Regions from separate parts of the Mus musculus genome. Here region 2 is linked to region 1. The links are chromatin contacts, called in public Hi-C maps. All regions are on one chromosome and are shown on one strand. The core of a region is the stretch at or near the end of the contact, and the rest is flanking DNA. Distances in the headings are between cores, read along the strand shown.

Region 1 (5,978 bases), core at 1,446-3,945:
TCTATGCATTTGTTTTTTTTCTGGAGACGTCACAGAAATGGACTATATGCCAACAGAAATCCACTGGGCCTATTCTCTGCTGGACCAACAGGTCTACCGCCCGCCCCTTCCCCACGTCCCCACTCAGGAAAGCGTGTACTTACCTGAGTGGACTGAGGTCCTTAGTTATCTAGGGAAGATTTATGAGCTTGTTGAGATTAACTCTTGTTACTGCTAATGGCTGCGAAGCTGCAGAGCTACGACAGAACATATGTCTCACTTAATTTTTTAAATGGAACACGCTGAAACCCTCATCCCACAGGACCAGCTACACAGTCTTGACGATTAGGGTTCAAAAGATACAAGTCCCCTGCTGGGACCACTGTGCCTCTTAGGGCTTCTGGGATTTCTGAGATCAAGAAAAGGGGACTAGGAAAAGCACTTCAGAGCCCCTAAAGGCCATAGAAGTGCATTTATACTGAGGGAGAGTTGAGGGTGGGACATGGTTCTCACAATATATAGCTTGGCATCCGGAGTCCTTACTTAGGAGGCCCAGTGAAACATGGGAAATCTAGTTTTCTGCAAGGGGTGTGTGTGTGTGTGTGTGTGTGTGTGTGTGTGTGTGTGATTTTAATGTTGGCATCACGTGCAGCATGCTCCAGGAGGAAGAGAAAGCCTCGACTCTGTAATGAAGACACAGGAGGAAGGGTCTGCTCTGGGGCCAAGTTGAATTTTGAGAATTTTGGAGAGTAAAGGGCTATGGAGACAGATTAGTTGGTAGACTGCTTGCCCAGGATGCACAAGGAAGCAGGTCCCATCCCCAGCACTACATAAACTAGGTGGCCCAGACATATAACCCTAGCATTTAGGAGATGAAGGGACAGGAGGTTCAAGGTTCAAGGCTAGCTCCAGATACATAACAAAGAAAATATTTGGGAGCTGAAATAAAGTTCAGTTGACACAAGGATCCAGGACACATGTCACAATAGATTGTAATTTCAGCAGCAGTGCATCCAACATTGTCTTCTATCTTCCAGGGGCACACACACACACACACACACACACACACACACACACTCTTAAAAGCTGGAGAGTTAAGCCTTGACATCCACTCTGTAATGGCCCAGTTCAGCTGCATTGCAGTGGGTACTTCTCAGGCTGATTTATCTTTCATGATTTCTTTCTTCACCTGCCGGGGAAGGTACGAACGGGGAGCAAATGGGCAAGGGGGTGTATACAGAATGTCCTGAAAAATAGGATCAAGGTCAGAGGACCATGTAGGTTAAGACCTTTCCTCTTCATAAACTGTGCAACTAAATTGGTGACCCCCCACTGGACTCCTGGGGTCAAAGGTATGTGAAGTAAAGGCCCTGGGAGCACAGAGGATGGGCAAATGCCAGAGAGAAACCCTGGAAAGAAAGCAGAGCTCTTTTGTTGAACTCTTTCCCCCCCCCCCCCTCTGGGATCTGGGAGGTTGTTATGAGTTTAAGTATCTCAGAGTAGTATTGGATGTTGGGGGAAGCTGGAGCCATAGATGGAGCCACAGGACAAGCTGGGGTGCGGGAGGCTTCGAGTCACATGGCATGAACATGTAAGCTGGAGGTACTGACCTTTCAGGTTCTGTGACTGCATCATCTCTAGATAGACTGAAGCACACAGTACAGGGACCCTAGCGGGGCGGCCCCAGTAGCAGAGGGTACACTAGACAGGAGAGACTCCTCTGCTTGTCCACTGGTCGCCAGCAAAGCCCAGCTTTTCTCTCTACAGAATGGTGTTCCAGTAGGGGTTTCCAAAGAAAGGAGAGAGAGAGAGAGAGAGAGAGAGAGAGAGAGAGAGAGAGAGAGAGAGAGAGAGACCGAGACCTAAACAGCGGGTTTTGGAGAAAACCATCCAGAAAGTCACACAACAGCCAAAAAAAAAAAAAAAAAAAAAAAAAAAAGGTTTAGAAGGTTTAGAACTTCCCCTATGTGGCAGCATTTGGCCTGTAGAACGAAGCTAGCAAACACTTCTTAAATTCGAGCCATAGATTGCTCTAAGCTCAGGGACTCCCACCTCAACACCCTCAACCAGCACTCTTAAAAGCTAGTATCCAGTCACAAGAGCCTTTGGCTGGGACTAGACAGCAAGTACAGGTGGCGGTTGGGGACTCAGGCATCATCCGTCCCCTGCCCCCTCCTCCGCCCCCACCTGCTCCTCCCCACCCACTTGCTGGAGCGAATCGGTAGTAGTTATTTCCCAAGGAGGTGCTGGGAGCACTTCTCGACACCGCCTAGGTCTGGTTCCCCTAGGGAACAAAACCCACGCACGCAGGCTGGGCGGCTTCGGACCCGGCCTGGATGAACTGTTGCAACTTGGGCAGCCCGCAGCGCGGCGCAGTGGCAGAGGCGGGGGCGTGAAGCCGTGAGGCGCGGGTAGCCGGGATCCTTGCATCTCCGGAGTCCAGGAGGCGAGCGGAATCCGCACAGACTCCCAGGGCAACCTGCGGGAGTGGCGGAGCCCCGCGCTCCCGCCCTAGCTCAGGGGGAGCGCAGCTGCAGCAGGGTTTAGGGCCCCAGCCCCGTGCCACCGCCACCCGCGGTGGAGGGTGGGCTGGGGGCGGGGCAGTCGGGGTTGCTTTCCCGGGCGCCGCCGAGCCACCTCCCCTGCCGCCCGCTAGTAAGTTTGGCCGCTTCGAGCCCACAGAGCCGCGGCTTTCTGAAGCATTGGTTTCTTGCTGGCGTTGGTGCGCCCTGCTTGGCGGGGGGCCTCCGGAGCGATGCCGATGGATGTGATTTTAGTTTTGTGGTTCTGTGTGTGCACCGCCAGGACAGGTAAGCAAGGCTGGGCATTAAGCGGGATTTGGGGGAAGGTGGTGGTGATGATAGTGCTGCTCCCGACTGCTGTAACCCGGGATTACTCTGTCTAGGAGAGACTCGGAACCTATCTCTGACGGGCTAGAGAAGGGCAGCAGAGTGCTTGGGTTCTGATTGCCCAGCACAGCTCGGGGTAAAAGCGCTAGAAAAGATGCCCGGGCGAGTGTTCTCTTCCCCGGGGACGCAGCAGCGGGCATTCAGTATGCGGGGTGCGGCCGGGTGGTCGCAGCCTTGTGTGGCTAGCAAGCAGCTTCCCGGTTCTAAGGAGTCAGAACCCGCTGCAGCGTGGCCAGAGATCCTACATCCTTGAACTTGCAGGGTGCGGTGGCCAAGGGTGTCCCCGAGCCGCGGGAGTTCCACCCGCAGAGGGAGCGCGTGCGGCAGGCAGGCGCGGCCAGAGCCGGGGGAGCCAGACGGCGCACGGGAGAGGGCTGCGAGGAAAGGGGGGACCCGCGAGCTCTTCCGTGGTTCCCACATGGCTCCCAGAGGGAACTCCAGGAGTGGTCTCCTGTCAGCTCCCTGCCCAAACAACTAAGCGAACAATTATTAGGAGGTAAATTGGACCAGTGGAGACGACAGAAGATTTTCTCAACCTCTAAACCGTGTTCCTCCTGCTGTCATCCAAGATTGTGGGGTGGGACCCGGGGCCAAGGAAACTGGCCTGATGACCAAGTCCCTATAGAATCTGCCTGCTGGAGGTGCGGTTGTGATGACCCTGAGGCGCACTCCACTCTTTCCTCTTCCACGGGGTTCCCTGACTCCGGGTCCCTGGGGTTCAAGAATGTAGCCTACTTCACCAAGCTTGCAGTAGTTGTCAGGAGGCAGGGGCGGGGTTAGGAAGGGTAGGAAGCAGATCAACAAGGCAGACAGGGGAAGAGATAGTTCTTGGTAGCCAGACATCAGATTCATTGCCCACAGACTTCGGATCCCTAGAATGGACGCATAGGCATTCCCTGTCCCCATGTCGGCGGCCCTCCAGTACCTTCATTCCCCACTCTAGAGGTTCAGTCTCCTTCCCAAGCCAGACAGCTGGTTTACGTTTAGAGGACTGAGGAACACACCCCTTCTTTAGTCGACTTAAAAAGTTCCCATCCCTTATGCCCCAGACTCCCCACTTTGGCAGGCAGTTAGGGGTCTGTGAGCTTCTAGCCTCCCCTCCCTTACTTCCCAGGACCGAAGTGGACTAAGGTTTTCCTTTGCCTAATCCCAGTGAGACGGGGAAACCTTTCTCTAGGGACAAAAGAACCTGAGTGTCTTTCCGGAACTCCCTTCGCAGCCAATAGACCCAAGGCTAAGTGGCGCTTACTACAGTTGCTCCTTGCAATTAGAACTAGTTCCAGGAAGATGAGGACATGGCCTACTAGTGCTGGGCTACCGGTGGGGAGGAGGAGAGTGTTGCTGGGGACATCCTACAGGGAAAGGGAAGATAGGGAGAAGACAGATGGCGAAGGAGCAGCCTGATGACCATTCCATATCATTCCAGATTAGGACCCAAGTGCTTACATCCTTTGTTTTCATTACTCTTTTGAAGAGTTGCCAAAAACTGCTCATGAGCTTCAGGCTGAGTTTCCACTATACTTCAGTTTCTGACGTGAGGTCTTCCCCCCTCCCTACAATCCTAGCTCCCTTTTACATCTTGAACAGTGGGTGGCTTATTAGGTGCCACACACACACACACACACACACACACACACACACAGAGAGAGAGAGAGAGAGAGAGAGAGAGAGAGAGAGAGAGAGCGCACGGGAGAGAGAGACAGACAGACAGAGACACACACACACACACACACACACACACACACACACACACAGAGAGAGAGAGCGCACAGGAGAGAGAGAGAGAGACAGACAGAGACAGACAGACAGAGAGAGAGAGAGAGAGAGCGAGCACGGGAGAGAGAGACAGAGACAGAGACACACACAGAGAGAGACAGAGACACAGAGAGAGAGACAGAGACACAGAGAGAGAGACAGAGCTGACTGGAGAACTTAGAGCTTTGCTGAGAATCTTGGTAGAAACCAGAAAGCATTCTTGTTACACTGTGTGATGTGGGGGAGAGGTGGGCTGTGAGAAATTGGGGTCATGGGAGTGAAGTTCTGGTTACATGGTAGAGAGGATGATCACCTACCTGTAAGGCTTTGCCCAGGCAGTGAGTTGTGTGAGTTGTGCCTTGATGGCTCTGGAGGAATAAAGTGGAATGTAGTCAGGCCCCCCAAAAAACCCTGGACAAAGACAGAATGGATCTAAGATGTAGCTCCCCAACCTGTCCCTAAGCTTGGTACAAGGCCAATCCTTGTGCTTCCTGGTAGCAATTACTTGATTGCCTGAGGCTGCATATTTTTCATACATAAATTGTTGGAAGAATTAAAGAAATGGAAGAAATTATGCCTTGTGGGTTTGCAGTTTCTTGTAGCTGGAGAGAGCATTGTGTTCGGTTTCTGGAAGCAGCCCCTTTGGTTTTGCCCAGGAAGCCCCATCTCCATCCCTTACATCCATCTTTGGGTTTAGAAGGAGGCCGGCTGGAGATTACTGTATCAGGATCCAAACAGCTGCTTAGAGAGTTTATTTGTCAAGTGAGACAATTGTTGTCTGGGACATTACCAGTCCTAGATGAAGTAAACATGTGGCCCACTTAGCTACTCAGATATCACCAGCTTTTAATGGAAATGAATAGATGCTATCAGGCACATTTTAATTAAAGCAAGACTGCAGTGCAGGGGTAGCTTCAAAAGGCAGGTGTTATGAGGAAGCTGCTCATATCACTCTGGCCCAGAGCACCTCTGGAGCACAGAGTGGGGGTGGGGTTAGGGGTGGGGGTGGAGGTGCCTGTTGTCTTCCATTCTGGGATTTTCAGGTACATTGGGGTAGATGGATGGGCAGAGTAGTATCTATGAAAGCATCCTTCATCCACCAGTTTTCTCCTGTGTCTTGGAAATGCCAGTAGTATGTGCTCAGTGCTTAAGCCTTCCTTGCTTTCCAGTTTTTTGGGGGGGAGGGAGGTTGTCACCAGGGTAGAGGATAAAGGGTATACCCAAAATATCAACACCCGAAGGTACCCACTCAGTGTCTCCTGCTGCACCCTGCTGGGAAGGAGGGATTTTTCTGTTTGAAGCAATTTCCAGGCAGTTCAGCCTGAGCATCCCCCA
Region 2 (5,978 bases), core at 1,977-4,476, 230 kb after region 1:
CTCTCACCAGGAAGGTGGTCGGTTGTCTGGAGCCGGAAATGGCGCCGCCTCCGGATTTTTTTCATTGATAGGGAGATTAATATTACCCAAATTCTAACATGGAAAATTTGATCCTCAAATTCATATGAACCTGCTATTAGCCCTGAGTGGCCAAAACAACCTTGAAAAGGAAGAAATTTGGAAGACTCAATTTCCCGTTTTTGAAACTTCACTCAAAGCTCTAGCCATCATGCCATTAGCATGATGATGGATACATATCTCAATAGGATAAAGCTAAGGCTCTAGACACAAACTCATGTGTTGTATGGCTAGTTTAATTTAAAAAAATATTTTAGTTTATGTATATGAATGTTTGGCCTGCATGTGTGTTTGTATAGCCTGTGCATGCATAGCCTGCCAAAGTTAGATGTTAGTGACTGGTCCCCTGTAGCTGGAATTACATACTGTTGTGAGCTGCCATGCATGTGCTGAGAACCAAATCTAGGTTGTCTGCAAAAGCATATGGCTCCTAACAGCTGAGCCGTCTTTCCAGGGAATTGCTAATTTTTTTTTTTTAATTACAAGAATGTTATGACCACTGAGCGGGAGAGGATAGTTTCCTCAGCAAATGTTGCTGAATTTACACATGCAAAAGACTAAAACTAGGTTTATTGTTTACAATATATAAAAGAAATTAGTCCCAAATGGACCAACAGTCTGAATATGAGTTAACACCATGAAACAATTAGAAAGAAAGATAGGGACAAACCATATGATCTTTGATTTAGCAATGGAGTCTTAGCTATGACCTCAAAAAGCATGAGATGTAAAGGAAAAGTGTAGGTAAGTTAGACTTCATCAAGGGAAATTATTAAGCACATGAAAAATCCCATATGAGAAGAAAAAAACATTTTCTAATTATATATCTTATAAGGATTTAACATCAGGATATGTAACGTAGACCAATTAAAAATGTGCTAATGGCGAGGCTGGAAGGGTCTGAGGGTGAATATAATCTTGTATGAAATTATCAAAGAATCAATGCAAATTTTAAAGTGTTAAAATGATCTGACTAGACACTTCTCCAAAAAGATGACCAGAAAATCCATGAAATGATGCTCAACATTATTAACCAGTTAAAGGTAAATAAAAACCATGATCACCTTTACGGCAATCACGCGGTTAGACAATTTAAAAATGGAAAGTGACGTCTGTGTGGGTGAGGGGGCATGGGTCTCTGTAGCCTATATCTTGTTGGCTGTGAATATGAGATGGTATGGATACTGAAAAAAGTTTGTTCCTCACAATCTCAACACTGAATTATCCTGTGACCCCCTAGACTGATACTCAAAAGGACTGAAAACAGAGACCCAATTTTGTATGCCAATGTCTTCTGAAACGTTAGTCACAATTTCCAAAATATGGGAACACTGAGTATGTCTACTCATGTAGGAAGGAATATTCAAAGCATGGTATGTGCAGGTGGCAAGCCATTAGGTTGACCAAAGTTCTGTAGTGTGAATGGGCCTTCAAAATTCCCATGAGATACTAGGTATAAAGGCAAATACTGTTTGATTGTACTTGCTCTGGTTTCTTTCCCTGTTAATGTGATTAAAATATACCAACAAAAACCTAAGAGATAAAGGGATTTTTTTTTTTGACTCACAGTTTAGGGACATAGTCTATAATTCTGGAGTGGTCAAGGCATTGGGAGACTTGAAACAGCTGGTAGCATAGAGTCCACACCCAGAAAGCAGGGTGATACACGCATGTGCTCAAACAATTTTCTCCTTTTTATATAGCCCAGGATCCAGCCTAGGGAATGGTGATACCCCTAGTGGGCATGTCTTACCATCCCATTCCATCCAATTTAATATAGTCCTGTGCAGACATAATATGCTGTCTTTCAGATGATTCCTGATTTTATCAAATTGACAATTGATATGCAGTTTCATGAATATACAAAGCCATTGAATCAGAAATGTCAGTGTTCACACGTGGTAGGGGTAGGTGATAATGAGAATGGTTACAAAACCTTTATTTGGAGGGAGTGATAAGTTACATGACATTGTGAATGAACTTGATGCCTCTGAATTGTGCATTTCAAATAGCTAAAATGGCAAATTAGTTATCCTGGCTGCATTTCCAAAGTCATACTCGGTAGTCCTGAAATAGGACCTGGCACTCTTTCACTTCTGACACATGACTAAGAGATGTTGATTCATGATTCTGATGTTCTGAGATAGCATTTAGAGGCCAGTGTATTAGACAAACATACAATGACAGCCAGGTAAAAGAGCTTTGGTGACAACAGTGATGCACATTTAAGTTTGACTACCAGACTTCTCGGAGCTGGTGAGCCTGTACTTGCTTTTGAGATTAACGGACCTGTATTCTTTTGTTTAAATCTGTGTGCATGTTTGTATGTATGCGTGTATGTGCACACACACACGTGTGTGCACAGGTACGTGTGCCTCTTTGCACATGTGGAAGCCAGAAGAAGGTGCTAAGTGTTATCCTCTATCACTCTCTTTTCTGTTTTATCCCTTGGAGTCAAGGTTTCTCACTGACCCGGAGACCTCATCTTTCAGTCTTTCAGCTTGGTTAGCAGCCAGCAATCTAGAGATCTTTCTATTCCACCCCACTCTGTGCTAGGGCAATAGGCATGTTCAGGTCCATGTTTGCCTTGTTACATGGGTCCTCATGCTTGCCCTACAATTGCTCTGAACTGCCAAACCTTTTCTCCAGCCCCTGGGGTGACTGCATTGCAAGTCACATCAGTGTCAGATCTGGTTCCTGCTTTCCTCTGCAACCTTATTTCCTGCTATTGCTTCTTCTGACCATAATATAATTGCAACTCTCATCTCTGAGCCCCTGGGAAATGCCAGAGTCTCAGAATAGTTTCCACTTCCTTTCCTCCCCCTTTTTCTTTTTTTTTTTTTTGTACCTTTCATTACTCCCTTTTCTCCCTCTCTTCTTCCCTCCCCCCACCTCTTTCTTTTCCTCTTTTTCAAAACTGCTGCTTCTCTTGTGAAGTTCACACGTCACAGGGAGATTTTGTAAGGATCTGGCTTGCCTATTCCCTCATAGATTTATTTACTCATGTGCCTGCAGCAGGCTGTTGAAACTGGATGAGGTCTAATTTATCTTGGATAGTTTCAGTCAAATGGTGGCTGACTCTTGGCTGGGATAATGTCTGAACCACATGTCTCTCATTATGTAGTAGGCTAGTTTGGACTTGTTTCTATTTTAGTGATCAGGGTTGTGTAGGAGGGGGAAAAGACGTGGTGCTTGGGCCCTTGCTTTACAACTGGTACAGAACAACTTCTAGCATGTTCTACTGGCCAAAAATAAACCATGACGTCAGGCCTATATTCAAAGCTCAGAAGCTGCCCTGTCCTCTCAATGTGAAGTTAACAGTGTTAGCCTGGGGTGTGTGGATGCAGGAAAAGGAGCCCCTATACTGAAATAACTTTCTCAATGAAGCATCTTTTTATTATCATACTGGATTGAAAGAGCAGATATAGAGAGGACTGACTTCATAAACAGCTGACACATGTAGTCCTACTACATGGTGCTGCACTTATTAGGGCTGTATGGTTGATTTAAGGTGTTGCTATCTTTGAGGACTTAGTAATTTTTAAAATAGGTTACAATCATGTAATTGTTCCTTGGTATAGATTGTGTGTTTAATGGTTTGCTCTTTCTTTCCAGACTGGAAAGCCTTACCAGGTTCAGAACCCATTTTTATCTCTATTTTATTTAGAGAGTATTTAAACTAGTGCCCAGCTCTAAATGATGGAGTGACATTCCTGTTGTAGAAAGTATTTAATCCTGGCCTTGAGGTTTCTACCCTGCCTTAGCTTCTTAAGTTCCTGGATTAAAGATACACACAACCTTTATATTTACAATAAACCTTAAACAGCACAATAGCTGGATTAATACTTACCATCAATATTATTAGAATCTACTTTCCTATTGATAACCCTGAGTTATTATTTACTGTTTACTATGCTTCATTTGGGCTGCTCTTGACTCCAATGGGCCAGCTCTCAGGGCCACATTCTTATGGCTCACCTAACCTATGGTGGGTTCTTCTTCTTTCTCCTGCACCTTCCTCTTCTCTAATGGTTTTCCTCTGTCCCCAAGCCCAGGAAACATAAACCCCACCTATATTTCTTCTGCCCAGCTATTGGCTGTCAACATTTTTATTTACCAATCAGAAATAACTTGGGGGCAGGATCACAGGGGCTTTAAGTCTTGGGAGCCCACACATTTAACATTACAATAGACAATAAAAGATAAAACCTCAACACATTCCAGTAAACCTATTGTAAGTTGAAAATATATTAAATCAAAAATTCATTTAGTTGCTGGGCCATGATGGTGCATGCCTGTAATCTCAAGACTTGGAAGGTGAAAGCAAGGAGATCATGAATTCAAGGCTAGTCTCAGCTATACAACAAGGATAGATAGATAGATAGATATGTAGAGATAGATAGACAGACAGACAGACAGATCGATAGATAGTTAGATAGGTAGATAGATGGGTAGGTGGGTAGGTAGGTAGATAGATGATAAATGGAAGGATAGATAGATGGATAAATATATTTAGTAAATTACCATACTTAAAGACATCCCCATTTTGCTTGCCAGTTCTCTCTCCTTATGATCTTGAGGCTGCAGATCTATTGTGGCTGTGGCTCTTGGAGGTAGACTGTCAACATAATGAGTGGCCTAGCCCAGTCCTCTGCAGTAAAGACTTCATTTATACAGGAGAGGAATTGCAGATAGGAGATGGGTGTCATGGCTGGCCATGCTCATATCCATGGCAAGGAGAAGAAAAATGGGATTTTAAAAGTTAAAATGAGAAGTTATATAAATAGTTTGGAAACAACTATGTTTGACTATAAGGCTCAATTGCACGGCTGTGGTGAGTTCCATATTGAGTGAACAGCTGCTTAGAGAAGTATTGTCTTAATAATATTCATTCACTTCTGTTGAAAGGATGCATTTTGGGGTGAGTCTTTTGTAGTAGGTCTTGTTACCAGGCAGTATGCATACATCCCATCCATGCCTTACCCTGACTCCCTTTTCATTAGAGTTTGATAGAAGGGGTCTCCTTTGATTCTGACAATTTAGACATTGTTTTACCACATATCCATAGCATAGAAAGAGACCAAAATTTGAAATTTGAAGTAAAGTTTCTATTGAATATGTACTGCTTTGACACTGCTGCAAATTTGAAAGATTATAAGTTAAACTGTGGAAAGTTAGGGACTTTCTGTGGTCTTAAAGATGAATGAGTACAAAGATTAGGAAGTAGTGTGCTATCCCGAGTTTTCTAGATGTGCAGAACTTATAGAATGAATAAATATAAACATAGATTTATTAAATTGGCTCATAGCATGTAGTGTGGGTAGTTTGACAATGTCTGTTTCACATTGGAGAGACCAACAACCTGGTCTCACTCCTTGAGGCTGTATGTCTGTCTCCACAGTCCCAGTCTGTCACAGAAGGGACTTTCCTATGGGATTCCTTGAAAGGTACTGGTCTTCAGTCTACATTGGCATCCTGGAGATAGTTGGTTCTAATAGTGGTGACAGAATTCTATAGCAACAGAATAGATGGCCTCACCAGTGAGAATGAAGGCAAGCAAGCTAAAAGGAAACATTTTTCTTCGTGCCCTTTTATCTGGGCTGCCACCAGAAGGTGCCATTCAGAGTTAGGATGGGTCTTGCTGCTTCAAATAATGTGATTAAGAAAATCTCTCCCATGAGTGCCTAACATCTTGGGGTTTTATTGATTCCAGATGCAGTCAGGTTAACATCCAAGATTAACCATTACAGACATCTTACTTATAAAATGATAAGTCTGTCATAAGAGGCGATGCAGATTGAATATGTATACGCATTAAAGGTACCTAGCATGTGAGAGGCTGCATCATACACAGTCCATCTTGTCTCTCTTAAGCACTTTATGCTGTGCTTCACATCATA

The links. Hi-C and Micro-C count contacts between places; a contact is called where the count stands out from the background.
Region 2: a contact with region 1 is called in a Hi-C map of uterus. The contact joins the enhancer-like site here to the promoter of Nell1 in region 1. A contact is called at or near these places in 2 of 39 promoter capture datasets (hippocampal neurons and stem cell-derived epiblast-like cells), 1 of 484 Hi-C or Micro-C datasets (uterus), 5 of 115 datasets of contacts at active chromatin or transcription factors (embryonic forebrain, embryonic stem cells, forebrain and 2 more) and 2 of 9 other capture datasets (embryonic stem cells and pancreatic islet).

Annotation. Positions count from the first base shown.
Region 1 is chr7:49,972,655-49,978,632 of GRCm38.p6, forward strand. It overlaps Nell1 (NEL-like 1), which reads left to right and starts at 2,696. Exons shown (of 20, transcript NM_001037906.2): 1 at 2,696-2,789. The coding sequence starts at 2,735.
Region 2 is chr7:50,202,240-50,208,217 of GRCm38.p6, forward strand. All of the region lies in intron 5 of Nell1 (NEL-like 1), which reads left to right. Among named protein-coding and RNA genes, the nearest start is that of Nell1, 230 kb to the left of the region's middle. Within about 2 kb of position 3,227, at least 21 of the 459 cell types and tissues checked have an H3K27ac peak or open chromatin away from gene starts, as enhancers often do. A contact at or near this core is called in uterus, where this site is marked.